Regions from separate parts of the Mus musculus genome. Here all the other regions are linked to region 1. The links are chromatin contacts, called in public Hi-C maps. All regions are on one chromosome and are shown on one strand. Each heading gives the region's core, a stretch centred on a gene start, on an enhancer-like site or on the middle of the called end of the contact. The rest is flanking DNA. Distances are from core to core; before and after follow the strand shown.

Region 1 (3,158 bases), core at 533-3,032:
CATAAGCAGTTGACCACATTTCATTTGGAGTTTTAGTTTGTAATAACTAGAGAAAAGCAGACAAGGATCTCAGATGGATTCCTTTCTGTTTCATTGCCCCTCCTCAAAGAGGCGATTTCTCACCTTGTTTTTTGAGAGAGAGGCTCCTTTACCCTGGGTTAGTCTTCACACTCTCCATCTGCCTGGTGTTCACCTATATCTCTTATCACCACTTAGCCTTGTCCACTGCTTGTCTCGTTACTCAAAACCTAAGTATGTCTCTTACGGGCAAATCCTCTTCCTTGTTTGCTCATCCCTGGGTCTCTGGTCCTGGCATGACCCTTGGTATACAGTGGACTCCCTGGTTCTAAGTTGAATGGATGGATGTGTGCAGCCCACTTACATGTATAAAGCCAGTGTACACCATTTTGGAGTGTCATGTACATTTTTACAAGACATTTGTCCTGTCTGCTATCTGCTTTCCTGTCTTCATCCCTGCCATTTGGGGAGATTATCAATTCAGAGGACTAGAGAGATGATTTAATAAATGTTGTCCTCTAGGTTAATTTAGTAAACATTTAATAAATGTTGTTTCTCCAGAGGAGAAACAAGTTCTGCTATGTGGCATATCCATGAGTAAAGCCATTTGCTTTTGTCTAAGAATTGAATTACTTAAGAAATCACGTTTATATCTTATTAAATCCCCCAAACAGAACAAATTTTGTATGCTTATAGCGTGCATTTTTAATTAGCCCATTACATACCTCCACTTTGTAACCTTGACTAATGTTTTCTCAATGTTTATATTAGTTTCTTTGCTGTTAGGCACTTACTTAGAGTTATGATTGGACTGCTGTTTGAAGCTAGTTAGTTGAGATCAGTCTCAGGTTACCCTAGCCCTTCATGAGCTGGGTAACCTTAGTCAAGCTAGTCAGACATCTCCCCATATCCATGTCCTCCACTTGCAAAATAGAGATAACATTAGTACCTAAACCACAAGCTTACACATCCCAGTACTGTCATAAGGATTAAACAATTTAAGACATACAGCACAGTTGGACCAGTGCCTGGCACAAGCTGCAGCTCAATAAAGTTAGCTGTTATTTTTGCAAGTATTTCAAATCCTTCTTGACTAAAGTAAGACAAAATAGAGTTTATAAGTACCAATCATGAGCCAGGACCTTGGCGTTCTATGCAGTGTCCAGCTGACAATGAGTAACATAGGATGAAGTGGTACCTAGGCTAGGGCCCTCAGAGGGAGACTCAGCAGATATCAGCTGAGATGCATCAGAAAAGATGGCCTCTGCTCCAAGCCTGCATAGTGATGGGTATGACTTGCAACACTCTCATAGACAATCTGATGAAGACTCAGATGTGTTCTTAAGAGTAGGGAGTACAGATGTCATAGAGGTGATCTTTGTGGGTCAAATGTTAGATCTGAGCCAGATCCCCTGCCACTGTTGAATGTAGTTTCTGCAAATTCAGACCTACTCTGTTGATATTGAGTATCTTTCTTGTTTTGTTTTGTTTTGTTTTGACAAGGCCAGAGGCCACTTTCATCCTCTCTCTCTCTCTCTCTCTCTCTCTCTCTCTCTCTCTCTCTCTCTCTCTCTCTGTCTCTGTCTCTCTGTCTCTTTCTGTCTCTCTCTTTCTATCTCTCTCTCTGTCACACACACACACACACACACACACACACACACACACTCCCACTGCTAGCAAGGCAGCTCCTGTGACTTAGTCTGCCTAGCCCTCAGCATGTTTGAGAACCTTGCCTTAAATAGATTAGTGTCTCTGTGCTGTTCCCCACAAATGCAGGAGGTGCCACTTGGCTGGAAGTCCAAGCTTCCTACTGCTACCTGCATTTTTTTGCCTCACCCCAGCCTTCTCACCCTGGGTCACCAACCCACAGCCCCCAGAAACAAATCCAGGTGTTTCTGAAACTCTCTGAGTCCTCTTTAGTAGTAATTTATTCCATATGTTTATTGCTCTCCGTGTGAAATAATTTCAACAGTTTCTTTTTTTTTTTCTTTGTCACTGCATTCAAATTAGCCCACAGTCAAATCCGATGGAGGAGTAACACTTTCAGAAAACACCAAGTCCTGTGCTGTGGAAAGCCGAGGGATATTGCAGCCTGTGAGAGAAGGAGAAAAGAACAAGCAGTTGGGGCTTGACATTAGCTTATGAGGGAGAGACTTCTGGAATACCTCACAGGGCTTGGGAGAACAGCTTTACTGGAGTTCTGACTACAGTTTGCATTTCCCCTGGGTGTCAATTTTATGAAACAAAGTGATGGGATGATTTCTATCACTTGAGAAGCTGTGTTGTTGGTTTTTTTTTTTTTTTTTTATAAATGATGCATTGGCAACAGCAAAAATTGTTATGGTAGGAATCAAATTGGTGCTTCCTTACTGGAAATGGAAGGAACGGAACATGGTGCTTGTCAGTTTATTTCTGAGCTCTGCTTTTCAAACTTTAATTTGAGAGGATGTGGGGAGGTGCAATGGAAATCCCAATCCCTGTTAGGAGAGCACTGTATTTTATATTTTTGTTTCATCATCTCTACGATCAGAAGGAAATTATCCTTTATACTTTAGAAGAGAAAGCACTGTCAGTTCTAAATCTATTTTGGGGGGAGGGGAAGAAAGGGAATGATTTATGGATTAAATCAATGGATTCTGTGTAAAAAAAAAAATCTATTTCTACATCAGGGCATTGGCCTACCTTGTGACAACATGAAGAATCATCAATAATTAGCATTTTTAAGTGATCAAAATGTGCTTTTAGAATCAACTTCTGTTCATAGCATCTTCTCATCATGGAACTGGAGTTTAATAACAAATATCTCATTTTTGCCCGTTTCTCAGAGCATTCTTGCTAAAGTAACCATCATCTCCATTTTCATGTGTGGCTTTCCCCTTTGGGTGAACAGGTGAGGGCAAAGTTCTTTCTTTTCTTTTTTTCCCCCAAGACAGGGTTTCTCTGTGTAGCCCTGACTGTCCTGGAACTCACTTTGTAGACCAGGCTGGCCCCGGACTCAGAAATTTGCCTGCCTCTGCCTCCCAAGTGCTGGGATTAAAGGCGTGTACCACCACCACCCAGCAAGGGCAAAGTTCTTATACAGCAGAGTTAGTGGTAACCACTGGTTTTATTCTGCTGTTGAAACACATTTTAAATGCAAC
Region 2 (3,395 bases), core at 74-2,573, 280 kb before region 1:
AGAGTTGAGCTGTTAAAATAGCTTTTATTCTCTCCACATCCCAGCACCTCCCGCCTCCCCACATTCGGAAATATAAATATAGTTCTTTGAAAACAAATCTCATATCTTTAATGTATTTAGAAGAGCTTTAAAGTCCACTTAATTCAGGGCTACAGTTTGAACAAGAAGAGCAATGAGTACATTTATATTCAAAAGCAGTAAAAACAAACATTTTTCCACATAAGATTAAAAGCCTGTTCATTTCCTTTTATTCCAATGTATATTATCTTTTGTGAAAAGCTCCATTAGCTGTTTTTTTTTTACACATGCTAGACTCTTAAATAACAAACCAACACTATAGAATATGTCTCAGAGAGAAGCCTCACTATCATTCTGTGGACTAAGAAAAATATCTGCTTTAAAAAAAAAAAAACCAAAAAAAAACCAAAAACGTTTTTGCCATGTCCTTTTTAGTTTTTGAAAACAATTTAAAAATACTCAATCCCTTATGGTTCTTAAGAGCTCTTTACATTTGTACTTAATTAAAAACTCGGTAATGAAATAGGAGTACTGTTTATTATTTATCTAAAACTGTCAGTTGGTTAGATTTTTGTCCTCAAATTATCTGGAAGCATTAAATTATATGCTTTCCTAGGTAGTCAACAGACATGACTGGGATTGCCTTTAGGTGGTTTCCAGGCCAATTTGTTTACTGACTATTGCCTACTTATTTACATTTTTTATGTAATTTTTTTAAAGTCCTCTTAGTAAGGAACACTTCATATAAGAAGTTTGCAAAGCAATATCTTTAGTTTTCAAAAAAATCAGATAAAATGCAGGGTAATCTTTTTTTAACGAACTGTTAATAAAAATATTGCCCATTAATATTTTACAGATTAAAGAAATAAATCACCCTGCAACATATCATTAAAATGCACCGTTTTCCGGCGTGTCAGAAGTGCTGTTCAATTTTGTCTGGATTCATTAAAGCTCTCAGAGCATGAGTGTGTTGCCAACCGGAATGTGGGTGGCTGTAATGGCAGCCTGTAGGTTTGTATGGAAAACAAGCATGGTACTGTGAAAAAAATCCTTCTCTCACCCTACAGATACCTGTGCCGAGAGCTTGGAAGGCATTTCTATAGGCTCATTACGAGTGACTGTTAAAGTCCCCATTCACTGAGAAGCAAAGGTAAGTTTGAAAAAAAATGTATTGAGGAAACCGGAAAGGGGGTGGGGAGTGGGGTGGAATCACCTAAGATTGAAGCAGCCTAACCAAGTGACAGACACGTAGACAACTCCGATGCTGCCAGAACAACACTCTGCACAGCCCACCAGCAAGCAATTTGTCATAGCGACAAGAATATCCTCAGCAATTTGGCATCAGGGTCCTTGGACAGCCAACTGCGACTATACAGCACGAGTCGTGCTATTCCGCAACGTGAAGATAGAAACCAAGGTTCTCGTTATTATGTCCAAATGTGTTATTTTATGAAAAACATATCTTTTGTCATGATCAACATAGAGATAAAACCGTAGCAATTGATAATAGCTGGGGGCAAATAAAAAGAAATTGAGAAAAATACATCCTGGTATGTTTTTTGAGATGCCCCTAGTGTTGAGACTTCAGGATGTTTGCTTGATGTGTTCGGTCTTTATGGCAGGCTCCCACAGAGCTTCCAAGAAGTAATGAATCCATAGGTACAAGAATGAATTGGGAATGTTTGGCGAGGTAAATAACTTGCTTTTAGAAGTCTGTAGTCTTTTCTTGTTTTAGACTTTAGATCCTTGTATATGTGGTGGTGACTAACATGTTAGTTTAGTGCAAATCCTTTCTGATTGGTATGGTTTGAAATTAGGCAAAGAATTCAAGGTAAGTTGAGTTATAAAAGTGCAAAGGAAAGACTCTGTGCTCTTTATGTTCCTATCCTGGTAATCTATTGTAAAAGTGCAGTAAAGGAGAGAAGCCAGGAGCATAGGATAAAGGTACCAGATAAATAAGCACGGAGCATTCCCTTGCCAATTACTTGGCATCTTGCTTAGTAATTAATGCCACCGTAATGAAATAAAGTGGTAGGCACAAAGATTGGGCCTTTTGTGAACTCTATACAGAACCAAACACTCATAAAAATCTTGCTCAAAGCTAGCTTAGCTTGATTTTCTTCACAATCAAAACTCGCTAGAGAAAAAATTAGTATAAACCCAAAATGTGTGTGTATGTTTGTATGTGTATGTGTGTGTGTGTGTGTGTGTGTGTGTGTGTGTGTGTGTGTATGTGTGTGTGTTTTGAATGTATTATTTAAGGGTGACATCAGACAATTGTAGTATTGCTGCCTCCATCATATGGACAAGAACGTCCTTCATTCCCCAGACATTATGGAATCATGAACCCACTCTGCCAGAAGCAAATAACGTTATTTATTATTTGTTCTATGAAACACTTTCGGTAACCAATGCGTAAGTGGTTATAAGTGCCTTACAATGGATTTCCAAGATCTTATTCCTTCTTGTGCCCTATGAAACTTTTAGGAAATGATAAAAGCAGTCAAGGCTTAAATAACAATGAGGCTAATAGTACTAATGGATATTTTAAAATAAAAATATATAATTTAGTCATTTTTATATTTAAGATTTGTGCAAGACTAGAAAATATTCAACTAACATTATAATAATTTATAAACAATGAATTTATTAGATCTAACGCATTTATTACAATTCACTAAAACCACAACAGTAAGTTTTCCAATCTAGGTACAATAACTGAATAGTAGTCATGGTTTGGCGTTAGGGAATTAGAGAATGAGACATTTAATTACACTACTATGGAAATGATGTTGAGAACAGTGTGTGTTGACAGCATGTCTATAGAGATGATTAAAGAAAGGCTGAAGATTTATAATCTTGGAGGATATAGTCAAAGAAAGGGGAGGACTGAGAAGTGTGTGAGGAGCGTGCGTTTCAGGCTTAGCAACATAAAATATAGAGGAGACCGTAAAGAAACTAACTCTATTTTTTTCTCAGCTTTGCTTGAGAGTGGGGGGTGTTTTCCTTGTAAGTCCCATTAACATCAATGGGACTCATGCAGCTAAAACCTTGTGTAACTCTTAGACAATTTACTTCCTAGTGTCAAGAAAAGAGTACTACCTACTAAGAGCAATTTACTCATCTTGGTCTGTGCCTCCCATACAAAGATGGATTTGATAGCACCTAGCAGGAAAGAAACCAGCAACTGCATTTAAGATTTTGTTAGTGTAAAAGAAGTCATCGTTGCAAAATGTTGCCTCACCTTGTTTAGCAACAACAATAAACAGAGAAAAGCAATTCAACAAAAGAATATGGAGAGAAGTACGGGCTTGATTACAGGAAAAATGGTGATTGCTACTATCAGGGATTTTTTTTTTTCATTTTAAAATTTCAAG
Region 3 (3,566 bases), core at 846-3,345, 440 kb after region 1:
GGGAAAGGATCTTAGACGGCTAAGAAGGAAGGGTAAGGTAGGGGAGCCTGCGTCCGCAGCTCTGGGAAACCAGTTCCCCAAGCGGCGGCGGTGTCCTGGGCTAGAGCGCCCTCGCGTTGCTGCTCGCCAGCAGCGCGGCTCATTGGGCAGGGAGGCCCGCAAGTGCTATCTGAACGCGGGCCCAGAACAGGCCTTGCAGCCGAGCAGCCCCAGCTAGCTCTACTGCCTGGTCCATGTTCTAATAGCATGTTCTGTTGTTAGTCCCTAACCCGAGACCTCAACTCCGGACCGAGTCCTGCCGCTCTACTTGGAGTCCAGCCCAGCGCCCTCGACAAAGCCAGTCCGAGTCCATAGTCCCAGGGCAGGCCATCCCGACACCGCAGCCCGGCCTCTCTCCGGAGCTTCGGGAGGAGTCAGCCAGAGTCTGGCGCGCTCGCAGCCACCGTGGGACAGCCAGACTCTGGAGCATACAACGCTGGCTCCTAAGTGTGCATTAAAAATCAATTATTTTCCTGAGATTTCCAAAGCCGGGAACTGAGCTATTCCCAACAGGGACAAAGTCAAGCCCAGAACGGTGCTCATTTCCCTCGATTTTTTTTTCCTCCTCTGTGAGACCAAGAAGTCTCCTTCTCTCAAGTGGCTCTGAACTCGACCTGCACCAGATCCGCTTAGTCCTGTAGAGACCATAGCTTGTCGCAGCCAAAGGAACTGAGGAAAGAGGGCCCGCACTGGGTGAGGCTGGCAATGCCAGTGTGAAAGTAGAAAAGAAAGCATGAGAGAGAGAGAGAGGGAGAGAGAGAGAGAGAGAGAGAGAGAGAGAGAGAGAGAGAGAGAGAGAGAGAGAGAGAGAGATTGGTTCTTAATGATATTAAAAAAAAGTCTTTATGCCAACGATCCCAGGTTTGAACATTAAATTTCCTTGTTCTCTGAAGCAGCCATGAAATTCAGAAATTTCTCCATTAAACGAAATACCTTACACTTCTGTACATACTAGAGTATCCCATTGCCTTCTCCATATAAATTTATCTTCTTTTTTTCCTTCTTTGAAATATCTAAATCCTCTTTACCTAGGCAGCCACCATGATTTCTGCCCACGTGGACAAATCACGCATTCATCCACCTATGGCTGTGAGAATCTACTCGCTTGGAACAATTTCCAAGTGGGAAAAAAGAACACTTAAGCCTCCAAGAGTCTAGATTTAAGGGTACATCCACAGTAGCCTGTGGGACACGCTAACCACCCACCACCACGTGCGGCAGGGAGACTTTCACTTACCGATCTCCTGGTGAGAGTGTTCACAGTTCTCAAGTCCTCAGCAGCCTTCCGATAACATCGAGCAGAACCTTGGATTGGGGGGTGGGGTGGGGGCACCAAATCGGGAGGGAGGGAGGAAGACAAAACATAACACTACGTCATATATTCCGCAGCCCAGCGCCCCTGGGCCTACATTTCCTGGACAAAGTCTTCAAGAACTGAGTGGGGGAAAGGGCCAATTTAGGAGCTGGAAACTAAAAGATAGCTTGGTTTTAACTATTGGAGCTTAGGGGAGGAGTTCCTGGAGGAATGGTAAAGCAGGGCAATTGGGGTGAGAGAAAAGAGGGAAATTGGAAGCAAAAGAAAAATCGAAAATGGATTTTCCAGCTATCTGGAAGATCGCTAACACCCTTTAACTCTTACAGTAGGAAGAACTCAGTCATATTGTTGCTAAAGAGAATTTAGATGACCACTACTCTTTTTGTAACTTCAGGATCCGGCCTTGAGTAGAAGTATAATGAGGGGAAATTTTAAAACTCAATGTTTACCTACCCTGCTTCTTAGAAGGGCTGTGCAGATTTTCCTCTGGAGATTTCCGTCTGTCTGGGAGAAGCTGGAGTATGGCTGGGGACAGGGTTATCTGCTGAAGTAGGAATGTACAGGAACCCCGCCCCTCTAGACACAGTTACACAACCTCAGCAACCCATCTCAGCCAGCACTGAAACCTGCAATGATCTTCACCGTCACCGTTTGTTAACCTAATTCTCCAACAGGCTTTTAGCCTTAAAAAGAACCAACTATATTAGCTACTCACAAAATTAATTTATCAAAATTAAAATTATTTCAATGCATGCAAAATCCTCAATGACAAAGTAGAAAATACATGTTGTAAAAATCAAAATTTTATATAGACTTCTAATATATTTTATGTGCCCATCTCTTTGGGGTGAAATATGTACCAACTTGAATACATATTATAATCAATACACTTCAGGACAGATTTTTTTTCCTTTCTGCTCTTGCTATGATTCCAGCCATAGAAGACACGGGAAGACTACCTTCACTATCATCAGGACACTTGTACAGAACAGTTTTAGACTAACTTGATTTCCAGTATTGCAATTACAGAAAAAAATATTTGGAAGAAATTCCCTGTCTGTTGCATTTTAAATCATTTCCTTGTGTTTATGTACTAACAGTTTCATTAACTTCCAATTATGTCAATTGAAATACTAAATCTGTAATATTACAATTTGGAGTTTTAATTTTTAAATCGTGATCATTTTCAAAAAGGTCAGTCTTTACTTCATTTTAAGCAATATAAGTCTACGCAAAAATAATCTCCAAAGAGTTTTAGAAGTGTTTGTCTGCACTGAACTTACTGCAATCAGCAAAAAGTTGGTGACAATACACAGTAAAACACTGTAACAGGTCTGAAGCAAAATTAAATGTATCAATACTATAGCAAATTGTCATTTTTAAAAGAGGATATCCTGAGGGAGGGTCAATCATATAAAAATTAATGAAATAAAATATGTTCATAGACTGGGCTTCAAAAAGGCCTCTACCAAATTATATATATATATATATATATATACACTCATTCTTGCTTATGTCTAGGAAGCCTAATAAACAAACTTCCAATCACATCGTCTATATTAGTAAATTAGACATGGGCTAAAGCACACTTGTACTCCAATATCTAGTTCCATAAATACAAAAAGTCAACTTCATTATGGACTTGAAAGTACAAAAAATATTGCCATTGAAATTATATTTCTCTATATTTTAAATAAACATTTTATAAAATTATAAATAAGTATGGAGTGTTCATTTATGCTGTCCAGAGAGCAAACACTCACCAACGAAATGTTTCTTAAATATCTAGATCTATTAGTTTTACTATGTGAATTCAGCTTTCCTTTCAACTTTTGATAGTTAATACTGTGTTTCCTCCGTGGTAGTACATACTTATTCCATAAATAAAGCCCATAGCAGAAGCAAGCAATAGTCATCCTATTTTTCCTCCAATCTAAATGTAGGCCTTTCCCTGTTTGTCTCTCAGCTATGCAATGAAGATTTCTTTGCCTAAGCCCACATTCCCTGCCTCCCCCCTTACTTGTGTGTGTGTGTCTGTGTGTGTGTGTGTGTGTGATTCACTTTTAAAAAACTGTTAGATTAAAAAAAAAGACTTATATCTAAGCAAAATCTATTCTCACATTAAGATGGAGATAATCAAACTAGTCTATTTTGCCCATCTCTCTCTGTTCAATTTGATTCCAGCTTTTTAAAATTTCATAAGATCTCTCTC

What was found. A called contact is a pair of places that touch in the nucleus more often than the background predicts.
Region 2: a contact with region 1 is called in a Hi-C map of cerebral cortex, with 2.2 times the contacts expected there. The contact joins two enhancer-like sites. A contact is called at or near these places in 1 of 39 promoter capture datasets (hippocampal neurons), 3 of 484 Hi-C or Micro-C datasets (cerebral cortex and neural progenitor cells) and 3 of 115 datasets of contacts at active chromatin or transcription factors (astrocytes and embryonic forebrain).
Region 3: a Hi-C map of cerebral cortex shows a contact between it and region 1, with 3 times the contacts expected there. The contact joins the promoter of 3110039M20Rik here to the enhancer-like site in region 1. A contact is called at or near these places in 3 of 39 promoter capture datasets (the 3T3-L1 cell line, hippocampal neurons and stem cell-derived epiblast-like cells), 9 of 484 Hi-C or Micro-C datasets (cerebral cortex, cortical glia, cortical neurons and 5 more), 7 of 115 datasets of contacts at active chromatin or transcription factors (astrocytes, craniofacial prominence, embryonic forebrain and 3 more) and 2 of 9 other capture datasets (embryonic stem cells and pancreatic islet).

Annotation. Positions count from the first base shown.
Region 1 is chr12:49,831,270-49,834,427 of GRCm38.p6, reverse strand. No RefSeq gene overlaps it. Among named protein-coding and RNA genes, the nearest start is that of Gm25015, 250 kb to the right of the region's middle. Within about 2 kb of position 1,782, at least 6 of the 459 cell types and tissues checked have an H3K27ac peak or open chromatin away from gene starts, as enhancers often do. A contact at or near this core is called in cerebral cortex, where this site is marked.
Region 2 is chr12:50,110,054-50,113,448 of GRCm38.p6, reverse strand. It overlaps Gm40419 (a long non-coding RNA gene), which reads left to right. Exons shown (of 3, transcript XR_872736.2): 2 at 1,086-1,168. Among named protein-coding and RNA genes, the nearest start is that of Gm40418, 8.6 kb to the left of the region's middle. Within about 2 kb of position 1,323, at least 27 of the 459 cell types and tissues checked have an H3K27ac peak or open chromatin away from gene starts, as enhancers often do. A contact at or near this core is called in cerebral cortex, where this site is marked.
Region 3 is chr12:49,388,181-49,391,746 of GRCm38.p6, reverse strand. It overlaps 3110039M20Rik (RIKEN cDNA 3110039M20 gene), which reads right to left and starts at 2,095. Exons shown (of 3, transcript NR_026733.1): 1 at 1,808-2,095; 2 at 1,277-1,344.